2 separate regions of the Mus musculus genome follow, and region 1 is linked to region 2. A link is a contact called in public Hi-C data. All regions are on one chromosome and are shown on one strand. The core of a region is the stretch at or near the end of the contact, and the rest is flanking DNA. Distances in the headings are between cores, read along the strand shown.

Evidence for each region. Hi-C and Micro-C count contacts between places; a contact is called where the count stands out from the background.
Region 1: a Hi-C map of the C2C12 cell line shows a contact between it and region 2, with 2.3 times the contacts expected there. The contact joins the enhancer-like site here to the promoter of Micalcl in region 2. A contact is called at or near these places in 3 of 39 promoter capture datasets (macrophages, maxillary cranial neural crest and trophoblast stem cells), 2 of 15 datasets of contacts at CTCF or cohesin (both in the NIH/3T3 cell line), 23 of 484 Hi-C or Micro-C datasets (the C2C12 cell line, the HL-1 cell line, the N1E-115 cell line and 12 more), 4 of 115 datasets of contacts at active chromatin or transcription factors (embryonic fibroblasts, heart atrium, kidney and 1 more) and 3 of 9 other capture datasets (adipose tissue, liver and pancreatic islet).

What each region holds. Positions count from the first base shown.
Region 1 is chr7:112,330,130-112,337,179 of GRCm38.p6, forward strand. Mical2 (microtubule associated monooxygenase, calponin and LIM domain containing 2) reads left to right here. Exons shown (of 26, transcript NM_001193305.1): 17 at 1,767-1,910; 18 at 3,700-3,825; 19 at 4,809-5,027; 20 at 5,200-5,301; 21 at 6,720-6,845. Among named protein-coding and RNA genes, the nearest start is that of Micalcl, 41 kb to the right of the region's middle. Within about 2 kb of position 2,507, at least 40 of the 459 cell types and tissues checked have an H3K27ac peak or open chromatin away from gene starts, as enhancers often do. A contact at or near this core is called in the C2C12 cell line, the HL-1 cell line, the NIH/3T3 cell line and 3 more, where this site is marked.
Region 2 is chr7:112,373,207-112,379,987 of GRCm38.p6, forward strand. It overlaps Micalcl (MICAL C-terminal like), which reads left to right and starts at 1,651. Exons shown (of 10, transcript NM_001381862.1): 1 at 1,651-2,163; 2 at 2,809-2,883.

The sequences.
Region 1 (7,050 bases), core at 1,257-3,756, 42 kb before region 2:
GTTCCCAGCACCCACATCAGGTAGCTCTCAACTGCCTAAAACTGCAGCTCCAGGGTATCCAATGCCCTCTCCGGGTCTCCACAGCCACCCATGTGCATGTCCTACACACACACACACACACACACACACACACACACACATGATTACACACACCCACACGTACACACACAAATGATTATTTTAAATAAAAATGAAAAAGAAATGCAGCCCTGGACTCAATGAATCAAATCTGGTTTGGGAAAAGGTTATTGGTACATCAGTGAGTGGGAGCCCACTGCACTGGCTGACTTTGATTTTGTGCGAACAGTGTTCATTCAGTAAACTCTCCCCTCGCCCTTGAGCCTACAGTCATGTGCAAGACACACTTCCTACCCTAAAGTGAGGAGTGACTCTCCATTTTGTGTCTATCCAACACTTGACTGTGATGTGCATACAATTGTCGCTCCCCAAGGTTGTTTCTCTTTGGGATCTTATTTCAAGAGCAGTCAACTTTAGCTTGCATCTTCCCATTTGTCGCCTCTGAATGAATGCATCTTTACCACCTCAAGGACGCTGCTCCTGTGGGGAAGATTCATGGTCTCCTTGAGATGGCCGACCATCCTCACTTGGCACAGAACACCCCTCTGTGTTTGGAGGTGTGTGGGAAAAGATCCCCACGGACCAGGAAAAGACATTAGGAAATACTAGACAATTTCAAATGTTATTAATTAGCAGATGACTGAGAAGGATCTCAGTTTTATAAACCATTGTAACAAGGTCTTCTTCACTCCTCAGAGTCTTGTTACCATCATGAGTTCTCATAGGATGGGTGCAAAGCACCCCTCACCCCTGTGCCATGAATCCGCAGCACCTTCAGTGCAGGCTAAATGTAAGATCACATCAGACCAACCCAGACTGGGGATCTTTTTATAAAATAGCTGCCAAGTGCCCCTCAGAGGTATAAGCACCAAGGAAGACGCTCCAGAGATCGGAGGAGACAAAGGAGACAAGATGACTAAATGCGTAGGATCCTGGATAGGAGCCTGGAACCGAAGATGGGTGGGAACGGAAAAGCTGACACAATCCAAACAGAGCCCCTGGTCCAGATCACAGCATTAAGCCAGCGTCCACTCCCCAGCTCTGATAACATTATTCCTGAAACTCCATCAAAGGCAGCTGGAGAAAGGGTGCTCGAGAGCAAGAGTACTTCTTTTACCTTCTGTGTAAATCTAGAGTTATTTCTGATTTGTGTTTTATTTAAAGGTTGGAGTTGTGGGTGAACTTGGGAGCAGGAGTACAGAGCAGCAGAGAGAAATTGCCTTAAAGCTTGTGCTTATAGCCTAGCTGAACCTGTGCTTATGACAGCCCAGCTGACCTCTCTCCCTCCCTCCCTCCCTCCCTCCCTCCCTATCCCCCCCCACCCCCCCCCACCCCTGCTCTTCACACTTCTCAGCCAAATGATGCATTTTGGAAACTATTTTATGTAACACTTCTCTATAAGAGCTGATTTTTTTTTCTGCAATAACCTCTTGAAGTAGGACATTCCTCCCATTTTGTAGATGGGACAAATTCAAAGACCAGCACCAAGGTCCCAGGGCTGGGAAGGAAAGAGTCCGAGTTCAAACTTTGAACGGCTGGGTTCATGCTGGCCATGGCACTCTTTAGACACACACACACATTGTGCTGTGAGCATCAGTTCCAGGACTCATCCCGGTTGCTTGGTCTCACAGAGGGGCCCTATGTTCTGACACCGCCTGGATTCCCATGTGCTGCTTTGATCTCTGCAGCTGCCATCCTTCTCCAGCCGCAGCCTGGGCTCCAGTCAAGAGTATGCTAAAGAAAGTGGCAGTCAGAACAAGGTCAAGCACATGGCCAATCAGCTGCTAGCCAAGTTTGAGGAGAACACTCGGAACCCTTCAGTCGTGAAACAGGTAAGGCTATCACATGGTCACTGGACCTACCCTCTGGTGGCAGAGTCTTTCTGGTTAGAGATCGACTGAAGTTCACCGGCTGGGTCTGACCAAACAACAACAACAAAACAAAACAAAACCCTTCAGCCTCCTGGTTATGAAGTAACAGACGTTTCCCAGGGGACAGGTAGCAGCTCTTTTCTACTTTGGAGTCACACTGTCCTGCTAGAACATTTAGTCTTCCATAGTGGATACTCAACAAGTAAGTGTGGTGGCATTCCAGCCAAGCCAATTTACACCAACAGGCCCCACGATTGGACCCATGAGGCAGTTTGCTAGTGCTCATCTTGCAGTAATTAAATCCATTTTCTATTTTGGTTTTGCATTCAAACCATGATCTGTTGCCAATGTGAGATGGGACAATCGAACTGAGAGACTGTGGGAGAGCACTACCTCAGTCCATGGTGAAGTGACACTCCCCAACCAGGGTTGGTGACTAAGATAACAACAATGACTTGACCAATCTCTTCAGTGTTCCCTGGTGTCTCTCCCCTCCCCGTGCCCCAGCAGACCCTGACAGGGTGCTGTGCCCCGAGAGGGCAGGCTGTCTGCTGTGCCTCAGACTGCTGAGTCCTCTCTGACTCACTCACTTGAGGTCTGTGCTCATAGCTTCGTTACTCTCTTCACTTGCTGTCTTAGTCAGGGTTTCTATTCCTGGACAAAACATCATGACCAAGAAGCAAGTTGGGAAGGAAGGGGTTTATTCAGCTTACATTTTCCACATCGCTGTTTATCACCAAGGAAGTCAGCACTGAAACTCAAGCAGGTCAGGAAGCAGGAGCTGATGCAGAGGCCATGGAGGGATGTTCCTTACTGGCTTACTTCCCCTGGCTTGCTCAGCCTGCTCTCTTATAGAACCAGGACTACCAGCCCAGGGATGGTACCACCCACAAGGGGCCTTTCCCCCTTGATCACTAATTGAGAAAATGCCTTACAGCTGGATCTCATGGAGACATTTCCCCAACTGAAGCTCCTTTCTCTGTGATAACTCCATCTGTGTCAAGTTGACACATAAAACCAGCCAGTACACTTGCCTTGGATACACGGTGCCACCTTATGATATATTGTCATTATTACAAAACTCTGGGGTCAGACTCCCTTTGTGTATGGAAGACACCAAACCCATGACAGAAATTGGCTCATTTTGTGGGGGGACAGTCTCTTCACTGGTTAACTTTAGAGGCAAGCATAAATGGCTCCTTGGTCTTGGGCTAAGCCACACCTCTCCTGAATAACTAACCTGCCCCAGGAAGTAGCTTTGTTACAAAAGGACAATTTTCTTGAGTCCTGTCTTTGTCTAAGCATAGTTTCCAGGTCCCTTCTGGAGTCCTGACTTCCTCTAAGCCCCAGTGTTAGGGAGGGCTCTGTCCATGTGGCCTGGGCATTGCTGTCCTGGAGTGGGCAAGGAGCTCTCTGTTTCTGGGAGGACTGTACTAGACAACCTAGCTGGGTGTAGGCTGGCAATGATGGCCCAGAGCCCTGAGTTTGAGCCAAAAGCAAGGCCTGTGGGATTCACACATCGTCCCAGAGCAGGGGACTACAGGACTTGTCCATCCCCGTGCTTTCAGAGCCAGGGATCCAGTTTCCCAGCTGGGCCAGGCTTGCAGGAACCTCGCCAGCCGCATCTCTGTTCCTCACACCGCGTCTCCTCCCTGTTTCTCCTGTGCTCCCTCTGCATGCCTGGGTCTTACTTGTCTTTTCTTTCCTGTCTCCTGGGGCCGCCTCTGTGGACCTGCCTCTCTCCTCCCAGGACTGCCGCCGGGTCTCAGGCATAGGTAAGCCTGTCCTGTGCTCTGCCTCTCGCCCTCCTGGCACCTCTTGCTGCCCCAAGCTGGAGGAGTCCACTCCCAGGCTTCCACCTCCTCTGAAAAGGCAGGTAGGGCTCTTTCCAGTGGATACTATTTTGGTAAAACCAGAGGGAGGGGACTTTGAGCCAAGGGGTGGGATCAACTGCTCCTTCTAGCCCCCAAATATGGCTGAATGTAAAAATCCCCCCTGGATAAGATGGCTGCCCTTAAGGATAAGAACAACCACATAGGTCCACCTGAAGTATATGCCACTGGTCCCTCAGACCATCACAGGTGTTACCCAGCCATCCATACTCACTCTTGATGCTGTTGCTTCGGAGGGAAAGTAAGCAAGTCCATGTGGCACTATGGGGAATCCCATGTCATGGCTTAGTATAGAGAGCTAGTGAAGAAGCTGGTCTCCAAGTTACTGAAAAAGTAATAGTGGAGTTGAATCAGGGAGGCCTCATGGGTACATCCACTGAAGAGCTGAGGCTGAGGCATGGTGAAAGCCTTTCCGGATGTCTGAGCAGCCAGAGCCTACGTGAAGAAACTGTGGCTTATCCCATCTCTGGCTTTGGAATCTGGTCGGAGTCAGGATGAGGACCCACGCATCCCAGGGTCACCTGGTCAGCACTGGGTCTGGTGTGTTGCTCTCATAGCAGAGGAGGACAGCAGTCAGTGAGGACTAATGCAGCAATGATGTCTCTGTGTGCTTGCCAGTCCTCTGAGGGTGAGAAATGCTCATGCATACTTAGATCAATCACAGTCTCTACAGGGATGGGCCAGGCCTTCCTTAGCATCCTAGACAGTCTCAGAATACAGATACTCATGGGAACTGAAGTTATAGAGGTTTGTCTGGGGTAAGGGCTCTTAGGCCCAGGACTGAGTACTGCTGATCAGGGTGCTGGAGATACCAACACAAGTGTAGAAGTTCCTCCTCCACTCAGGCTACTCTGTGACCTTTCTCAAGGTGGCACCTGCTGCCATGCCCTCTGTCTCTGTCTCATGTGGTTCCTCATGGAGGTGGGGTCTATACAGGGAAAGAAGCTGACTTCCCCCTCTCTCTCAGTTCTCCTCCACGGTGGCAACAGGACAGGTGCTCAGAGAACTCAACCAAGTACCGGCTAGTGGCGAGTGCCCCAGCAGACCCTGGAGAGCCAGGGCCAAGTCAGACCTGCAACTGGGTGGGGTTGAAAATCTCGCTACCCTGCCTCGCACCTGCCAAGGGGCACTGGCCCTGTCCGGGGTGCTGCGGCGCCTACAGCAAGTAGAAGAAAAGGTGCTTCAGGTGACCGTCCTCTCTGCCTGCCTGTGTCCATGTCCCATCCCACCTGCTCCTCAGCCGGGTCCCTCCCTTCTGTGTGTGAGGAGACAAACCTGGCTCACTCCTTCCCCTCTCCCTTGGTGGCAACCGTCATGGCCACTGTCTCTATCCTTCTCCTTTCTCACCTTGACTGCAGAAGAGGGCCCAGAACTTGGCTAACAGGGAATTTCACACAAAGAACATTAAAGAGAAGGCAGCTCACCTGGCCTCCATGTTTGGACACGGGGATTTACCACAGGTAAACCAGGGGCTTTCGGAGTCTTCGGGAACCAGGGCTGAGTGTCTAGCCGACCTGGACCAGCCCTAGAAGCTTTTCTGTAGTATAAGAAGAAATTCACTCTTTAAGCCATTGATAAATTTGAGCTTGTGCCTTAGAGACCCAAATGCACAGGTTTTAGAAGGTAGACACATTATGACAAAGGAAAATGGAGACAGAAAAATAAACTCAAGTCAAAAGCATGCCCCATTGAGATCTTAGTAGGTCTGACTGTGGTGACACATGCCTTTAATCCCAGCACTCAGGAGGCAGAGGCAGGTGAATCCCTGTGAGCTTGTGGCCAGCCTGGTCTTTACAGTGAGGTCCAGGTCAGCCAGAGCTACATAGTGAAACCTTGAGTCTAAACAAAGTAACGTTAAATCAAAGGGAACAACCTTAGTCAAGGGTATCTAGTCTTTTGACTTTGGGATGTGACACTGTCATGCATGGATATGCTTGGTCATGTTTGTAGTTATCCTGGGATGCATGTGGCTTGTGGATACATGCGTGCTTAGCTAATTTCTAAGTAGACTGTGAGCCTCCTGAGAGTCACTGCAAGCAGGGACTGCTGGTCAATTGCAAGGCTCTGGGTGCCTTAAAGGTGAAAGCGAGCCAAATTCTTGTGCCCTTACACCCCACCCCTCCCAGTCAGGGAGGCACCGATTGGTGAGCCAAAGCTATGCCTCAACCTCAGCTCTCAAAACAGCAATACTAAGCTGATGCCAGAAAGCTTGCCTTAGCCTGAGAAGTACAGCTTCCTCCAGACCACCTACTTACTCAGAGACTGGTAGAAAAAGAAGGTGTTTGCATAGCAGGAACTGAAAGAGTAGTAGTGAAGCCCTGGAGGTGGGAGTGGGAGTATACTTGCGAAATCCTCCTTCTTCTTCAGCAAGCTGTCTCTAGGACACATCTCTGCTAGCTTCACCCAGCCTCCTCTTGTGTCTCCAGCTGTCGCTGGAGTCATGCACAGAGGGATGCTCTGCACTGAGTTCATTGCCAGGGCTCTAGCAGCCTCCTGGAGGCCAGCGAATATGTGCCTACAGCTGCAGAAGCCCCAGCTATGGCAGTCTGCCCCGGCTGGCGCGGGCTTCTCCCCTCCTAAGCCTGCAGCTGCTCCCTCATACCAAACTCTATGAGGGCTTCTCATAAGCATTGCAGTCTGGGGCAGCTCTAGGCAGGAGCAGAATGGGTCTCCTCGGGGGTTCTTCAGGGAGCTGAAACTAAAGCACAGTATAGTCCAGCCAGGAGCTACATAATCCCACTTGGCTCCAAAGACACACTTCTGTGTCATCCTGAGACACGGGCCTCAGTGTCTGCTCCTCCATGGGTATGTCTAAAGTGCGACTGCTACGCCTGCCGCAGCTATAATCCTATCTTTATTCTGTCTCCGTTCCGTTCAGGATAAGCTCCTATCTAAACGCGTGCCTCACGCTCATCCTCCATCTCCTCCCTCTTGCCTTCCGTCTCCTCATCCAGCTGCTGCTTCCTCTCCACCCGCTGCCGACTCTGTTTCTCCTGCCAGAAAGGTAGTGGCACTGAATCATCGCCTCCCCCCACCCCTGCATGTTCTGAGTTGTTCTCGGGCTCCATCTGGCCGGCACAGCCAAACATCTGGAGCCAGGCTTGGCTGGGATGGGAGTTTGTTAGATATTGTACAAAAGCCCTAGATCCCATTTGGGTTTTGTGTTAGCGCATACATGTAGCAGAACAGCTCCAGCCTGCACTGTGAGC
Region 2 (6,781 bases), core at 401-2,900:
CAGGCCAGCCAGCGCTACATAGTGAGACCATATCAAACACAAAGGAAGAGAAAGAAAAAAGGGGCGGGGGGAGAGACAGAGACAGAGTCAGAAAGAGACAGACAGACAGACAGACAGATTCTTTTGCTGAAAAGTGCTGAATCCAGAGGGAGCAGGAAGATTGTAAGATCCAGAGAACTGGGATGTTTTCAATGAGATTGTGTTTCCTAGTCATGTCAGATGCTACATCCATGAAGTCTCACCAACATGACTACCTAAACGGAAGCCGAGTTAGGACATCCACATGCCAACGTGGGTGGGGGGAAAGCCCATGTGGACTCAACCCTACACAAAGAACTGGAGTCAACTAAGGCGTGCTGAGAGGGGAAGAAAGAGTGGGAAGAACACAAGACCCCATTGCCCTGAAAACACACATACGAGTAATATACAAACAGAGCAGGTTATATTTAGGAATGTGTGTGTGTGTGTGTGTGTGTGTGTGTGTAACAACAATTATTGGGGGAAAACCGAGGCCATGAATTTGAAAGAGAGCAAGGACAGGAACATGGGACAGTCCAGAGGGCGGAAAGGGAAGGGAGAGATGATGTGCTTATATTATAATCTCAAAATTAGGAGACCAATGCTGCTGCTCACTTGGGCCCACAGGCTGATACAGAGCAAGGAAACCCGGCCTTTCTACCTGAATTTGCTTCTGTCTTTGTCCAAGCTTTGGGCCAGACTCCTGAGTGTCAATCACTTCAGAAGCGTCTGTGTTGAACTAAGTGATACCCGCCCCATCTCTCCCACCTGCCAAGGTTGAAGGCATAAAGAAGAGAGTGATCCTGGCTTACTTTTAGCCCTTATAGAGTCCTGTTCCAGGCCCCCAAAGAAGTCTACAGGTTTCCAGTCACTGTTCTAACCTACAGTCACTCCTTAGATTTCAGAGCAGCAGAGCATGGCAAACGGTCACGGTGATGAGATCGCACACAGCCCACCCCCAGCCTCCATGATCATGAGAAGGGCGTGGCCTGTTCTCTCAAGCACTAAGATGTTTCTTCTAGTCACTGTGCAGAGCCAGAACAAAACACTGATTAACCAGCCCCACCTGGACTTTGTTCTCTTGCCTCCTGACCCAGATCTTTGTCTATTAAACCCAGAGCTCACATCAGCACTCCAGAGATGGGCTCAAATGCTTGCTTTGTGGTGTTTAAAATACTTAACCTGCATTTTCACAATGGCGTCTGCTCACTTTCTCTGGGAAAAGCTTGACATATGGGTAAAACACCATGGCCAGGACAAACTTAGAAAAGGATGGATTTATTTGGGCTTACGGTTCCAGAGGGATGAGAGTCCAGCATGGCACGGAGGCCTGACAGCAGGCGGCAAGCAGCGGTGGCGGCCAGAGCAAGAAGCTGGGAGCTCACCTCTCCAATAGCAAACACAAAGCAGAAAGTGAACGGGAAGAAGGGTGAGGCTATACATTCTCCGAGTCCAGCCCTCTCAGTGCCCAAGCATTCAAATACCTGAGCCTCCTGGGACATGTCTCGACCCAAGCTTCACAGAACCCATGGAGCCGGGCCTCTGACCTAGGACTCTTATTATATTATGACCTCACTATGGTGAAACTATGCCTACGTGGCCTATTACCACCAGTGGGGCACTTGAGCCATCAGTTCCACTATCCCACTGAGGTTAAAGCAGAGACCCTAAGGAGCTGAAGGTTCTGGTCCTGAGAAAGGAAACCCAGGTAGTGGCTGGCATGGCAGTGCTCAAGTCAGCTCACAGGGGTGGGATCTCACAGGGGTGGGATCTCACAGGGGTGGGCTGATGTCTAAGTGAGGTGAGAGAACATTCACTGGAGAGGTGTTGGATCCAAAGAGTTCTGTGTTCGAACCTTCCCTGTTCATTCTCCCACACCCAGACCCCTCCTGGGGGTCTCTTCCTCCCCCATACCTCCCAGTTCTACCTTCTGCCCCTCACATGTGCGCTCACGCCCCTCCTTTCTCTATGATGGAAGCACGGGGGCCCGTGCCTGAGAGCCCTGCACAGGAACAGGATGCAGCTGGATGCCACATCTGTTCTGAGGTTCGGGGCGGCCAGTGCCTGTGCTCAAGGCCCAGCCAGGCAGAGGGGAAGCACACAGGGCCCTGCAAAAGTGCTTCCGCAGGAACCCAACTTCCAGGAGTCAGTTCTCACTTTCTACTTTATTGGGGCAGGGTCTCTCCTGATGTTTCTATTCTCCCATCTCACTGTAGGACTACCGCCATTACAGACACATGCCTCTACAGCCAGGTTACTTTTTGAGATTGGAATCTAATTACAACATTTCTCCTTTTCTTTCCCTCCCTCCAGACTCTCCTAGACAGTTCTCCCTCCTCTACTTGAAATCATGGCCTTTTTCCTTAATTGCTATTGCATGCATATATGTATTTGTATCATACAGATATATTTCTAAAAATAACCTGTCTTGTTTATATAGTGTTACTAGTATGTGTCTCCAGGCCTGACCAGTTAGCACTGGGCAACTCATTAATGTGCCCTTTCCTGGGGAAGGCTTTCCTTCCTGCTCCCAGCATTTCATCTGGGTTGCAGGGAATCAAACCATCTCCCCAGCCTCCTATATAATTATTTTATGGACGTGTGTATGAATGAGTGAGTGAGTAAATGAATGAATGAATTAATGAATAATGGGAGGGGGGTCAGAGAAGTACACTATGATAAGAAGTGTCTCCGCCCATCCTAAGCATCTTCCTGCTAACTTTTGGTGAGTAAGCCATGGGAGACAAATTCCTCCCCTACACAGCTAATGGTCTCTTACTCCCTCCTCAGCTCTGCAGCGGGCCCATAGCCTCCAGTCTCCAACTCCAAGCAAATACCAGAACTGGAGAAGAAGATTCCAGTCCAGTGAGTCATGGGCAGGGGGAGGGGTGGGGGAGGGCAGTCTCGCTCATTCCTTACATGGTATCTTCTCTGGCCTAGCCTGGAATCCAAGGGCAAGGAAAACTGTTAGCTTGACTTGATTTCCACTGCTGGCTGTAATCATTGCCGAGGGATTTGGGAACTCTCCATTCCTCTCCCTCTACTCGGAAATCCCAGCACCTTAAGATTCTGTAGTTTCACAGAGCTGTAGCAGCTATGAGCTCCAAGTTTGAAATGAGAAAGGGAAACTGAGAGACGGGTGCTTGGTTCTGTCCCAGAAACTGGACTAGATCCCAACCCCACCCCACCTCTGCTTTTGGTTCTATGCCATTGTGACCAAGGCAAGAAGATAGCAGCTTGCACTAGAATATAAGTGTGTGTGTGTGTGTGTGTGTGTGTGTGTGTGTGTGTGAGAGAGAGAGAGAGAGAGAGAGAGAGAGAGAGAGAGTTTATTTCTTCTCCAGATCTTGGCCCCGGGTGAGTTTCAGAGCTCCCACAAGAGGAACAGTGTCTACAGTGACCATGCACACACAGTCACACAGCAAACAGAATTCCTCCAGGACCCTTGAGTGAGAAGCTGAGGGTCCACCCTGCTCTGACCCCATCACCCTCTTCTGCCTCCCCTAGTCTGCATGTTCTCTCTCCCACCTCCATCTGCCCAGGCTGACCCAACACGGCCTTGGGCTTCTGCTCTTCCTCCTTCCGAGTCAGCTTGATTCCTGGCCAATGAGTCACTTCCCACCAACCCCCAGACTCACCACTTCTCCTGTGTCTACCTGGGCCAAGGGCCACCTTTGGAGCCAGACCAGGCCTGCATACCTGGGAACAAGCTAAGATGACACCTGAATCATCTGAGCTCCTTCAGGTGTCAAACCTGAGAGGACAGAGAGAACTAAGGTTTCCAGGAGTCTCCCCACAACAAGCGCTAGGATCCCTCTCAGGCCAGTCCTCCTGGGTGCTAAAGCCATCCCAACAGTTGAGTACCACCAGTGTCAGGGCGCTCAGTCAGTCCTCAGCAAGCTCCCAGCATGAGGTGAGATAGGAGCTTGGCAAACATCAGGGACAGGGGTTCTAAAAAAAAAACAAGACAGACTTCTACTACTCAGAGGTGGACTTCGGGGACAGACCTGGAGACTTTAGCATTCCATTACTAATGGATACAGGGTGTGAGTCTTAAGCAACAGTCATGCTAGGTGCAGACAGGGCTTGAACCTGTTATTTCTGTGACCTAGCAAGGTCTAGTTCAAAGGAGTTCTTGTTTATGTGTAAAAGGGGGGAAAGAGAGAGAGGAAAAAAGGAAGGAAGTTTAAAAACTGGTTGGATTAGGGCCCAATGAAACAGTATATGGGTTCAGACTTGCAGGATGCTGCCCCTAGAGGGCGCTCCAAGACTTTGAGACGACAGAGTCCTTCCTACTAGGAAGCAGTAGTACTCGGAATCCCAGTCATCATGTCAACCCCGAAAGTCAAGAACCCCTATGCCCCAGAACAAGGCTTATAGGATATAGGGCATAGGCATCCTTTCCAATTGAGCTGGCTTAGAGTGAACTGAACGTCACCATCAGGGGGAAAGGCCGCCGCTGTCAAACAAAAACAAGAGAAAGTCGCACAAGGAATTGCCCCAGCGAGCACAAAGACTATAATCCTGTCCAGGGCCTACTTTTCAACCCCTTTGGCACAAAAGGACCTGCTAGCCAGGAGCACTCAGTCCCTTTGCCCTACAGAGGACAAAGCAGCCTGGCTGGGCCATCTCAGAGCTCCACAGCAAGAATGGGAGAAGAGGATGGAGGTAGATAAAGAATGAGCTCCTAAGCCAAGAGTTAGAGCAACCCTGGCTGGGCCGGGTGTCCCACGGCCTCTGAGGCAGACCAGGGGTCTATCTATTTGCCAGATAGTTTGTGTGCAAGGGGAAGGAAATGGATGCGAATCATGCTAAGCTAGCTTGTGTCTGCATGGCGGGCGGTACTTTTGGATAAGGACACTGGAGGTGAGTAACTTGCTCCCGTGAATAAATTGGGGTCCTGGGGGTCCCTTTCCCATCTTTTAGAGGAGCTTGAAATCATGATCAGTCTCATGGAAGAGGTTTCCCATCTCTCAGCTCCTCCCTGGCCTTTCTTTCCCCTCTGGAGTCCTGCCTGGCCCTTGGGCAATGCCTTGGCCCAAGGACAAAGTCAAGGGGAGAGACCAGGCCCCATTTCTCAAGCCTTCCACAACCTCTGACTTTAAGATAATGGATAAGGACGTTGTGACCAGAGATCTCACAGCAAGGATGGATCCTGGGATGACAGGAAGGAGAGGGGAGCGGCTTCTGCATCATGATCTTATAGATCCCAAGACCTCTCTGTCTAGCTTGTGTCTAGCCCAAGGTGTCCCTGACTCTGTGTCACAAGGTCCTCTGTGACTCCTCAGAGGAACAAAGGGACAGTCTGTGGAGCTGAGGAGACTTTGGAGGCTACTTAAGGAGCCTGATTCAGGCAGGGAGAGAAGATTGAGGGGGCGAGAAAGAGAGGGAGACGGAATTTGGCAGGAATTTAGTAACTGGGGGCAGGAAGCAAGACAACGACTCACTCACAAGTTTTGCCTTTTTAGGCTAGAACCATTATGTTGCAGGCTGGGATGGGGTGTGGGTAATGGGCTGGAGGCCAGCGCCTCCCCTGCATCAGTTCCTGGCAGCTGATGGCCTTTCTCCCAGGGTTTCCCTCTAACCCACCTCCACAGCAGCCATGTTCCCCGGTTATCTTTCCCCTCAGAAACAGCCTGGGGCAAGGGTGGGGTACCCTATGGGAGCTCATGGACCACGTGTACAGCAGCCATCTTTTGAGAGCCTACACCTGGTATGCACTGCCTAACATGCTAATCTTTATATAAAGAGAGCAAAAATCATACTGAAAGTCCACCAAGGGCTCTCTGTCCCTGAAAGATGTTTGAAACTCTTTTTGGGTGGAGGTAACTTAGACTTAGCTTTTCTTCAGATGTGCGTCCCCAGAGATGCCTGACCCTGTGTCATTAAGTTCCTCACATTTTCTCAGAGCAACAGAAGCATAGTTTGAGTACATGATCAGGTACCTATCACCTAGAGCTTTGAGGAAAACGGAAGCCTGGGAATTGTGTTGAGCTAAGAAATGAGCTAGAACCTGTTGGTTGGACATACTGAAGAGACATCTAAATGGGCCACTGAGCCGGTTGAAGCAGGGAGTTGGGGTACTGGGTGGAAAATAAACTAATGACACACAGTCCCAGGATATGCCTAAGGAACGCTGCTCAGGGCCACAAAGGCTTGTCGTGGCCTGAGAAGAACGCCCCGAGCATGCCCATGAAAGACTGCTTTTTTCTGAATCTAGCTCAATATAAGTTATTTGAAATGCTCCACCCTGGAGATAAAATATCTGATCTTGCAGATTTGAGGTTACCGAGTTGGAAGGGAAGAGGAGGAAGAGAGACAGGAAGTGTCAGTATACGTGGGTCTAAACGGCCTCCCGGGACGTACTGTCAGAATCCTGCTCTTGCAGGACAAGATGCTTTCAGCTGCCCACAGTTTAGAACTGCCCTCCTCCCCAGAGGCCAGCGGCCATCCTTTCTCAAACATCTCTGAAGCGATACATTACTTCCTGCCTGTTCCCTGAGCCATAGAAGTTTGGCAAGGACCCATTAATTCTCTGTGATTTGAACTGTTGATATGGGTATAACCTCCCTCCTCTTGGGCCCCCATAAAATCTCAAGCTAACCACCTTGTCTAAGAGCCCTTTAGGGGCTTTATTCCTCATGTGAGAGGAAGAGCCCATTTCATTAGGACCAAGCCATCTATCCTGTCCATGCCCACAGCTAATGGTCTGACATCTTGCGGCAAGAAACTTAACGTGGTTTATTGACAGATTTAGTGCAAT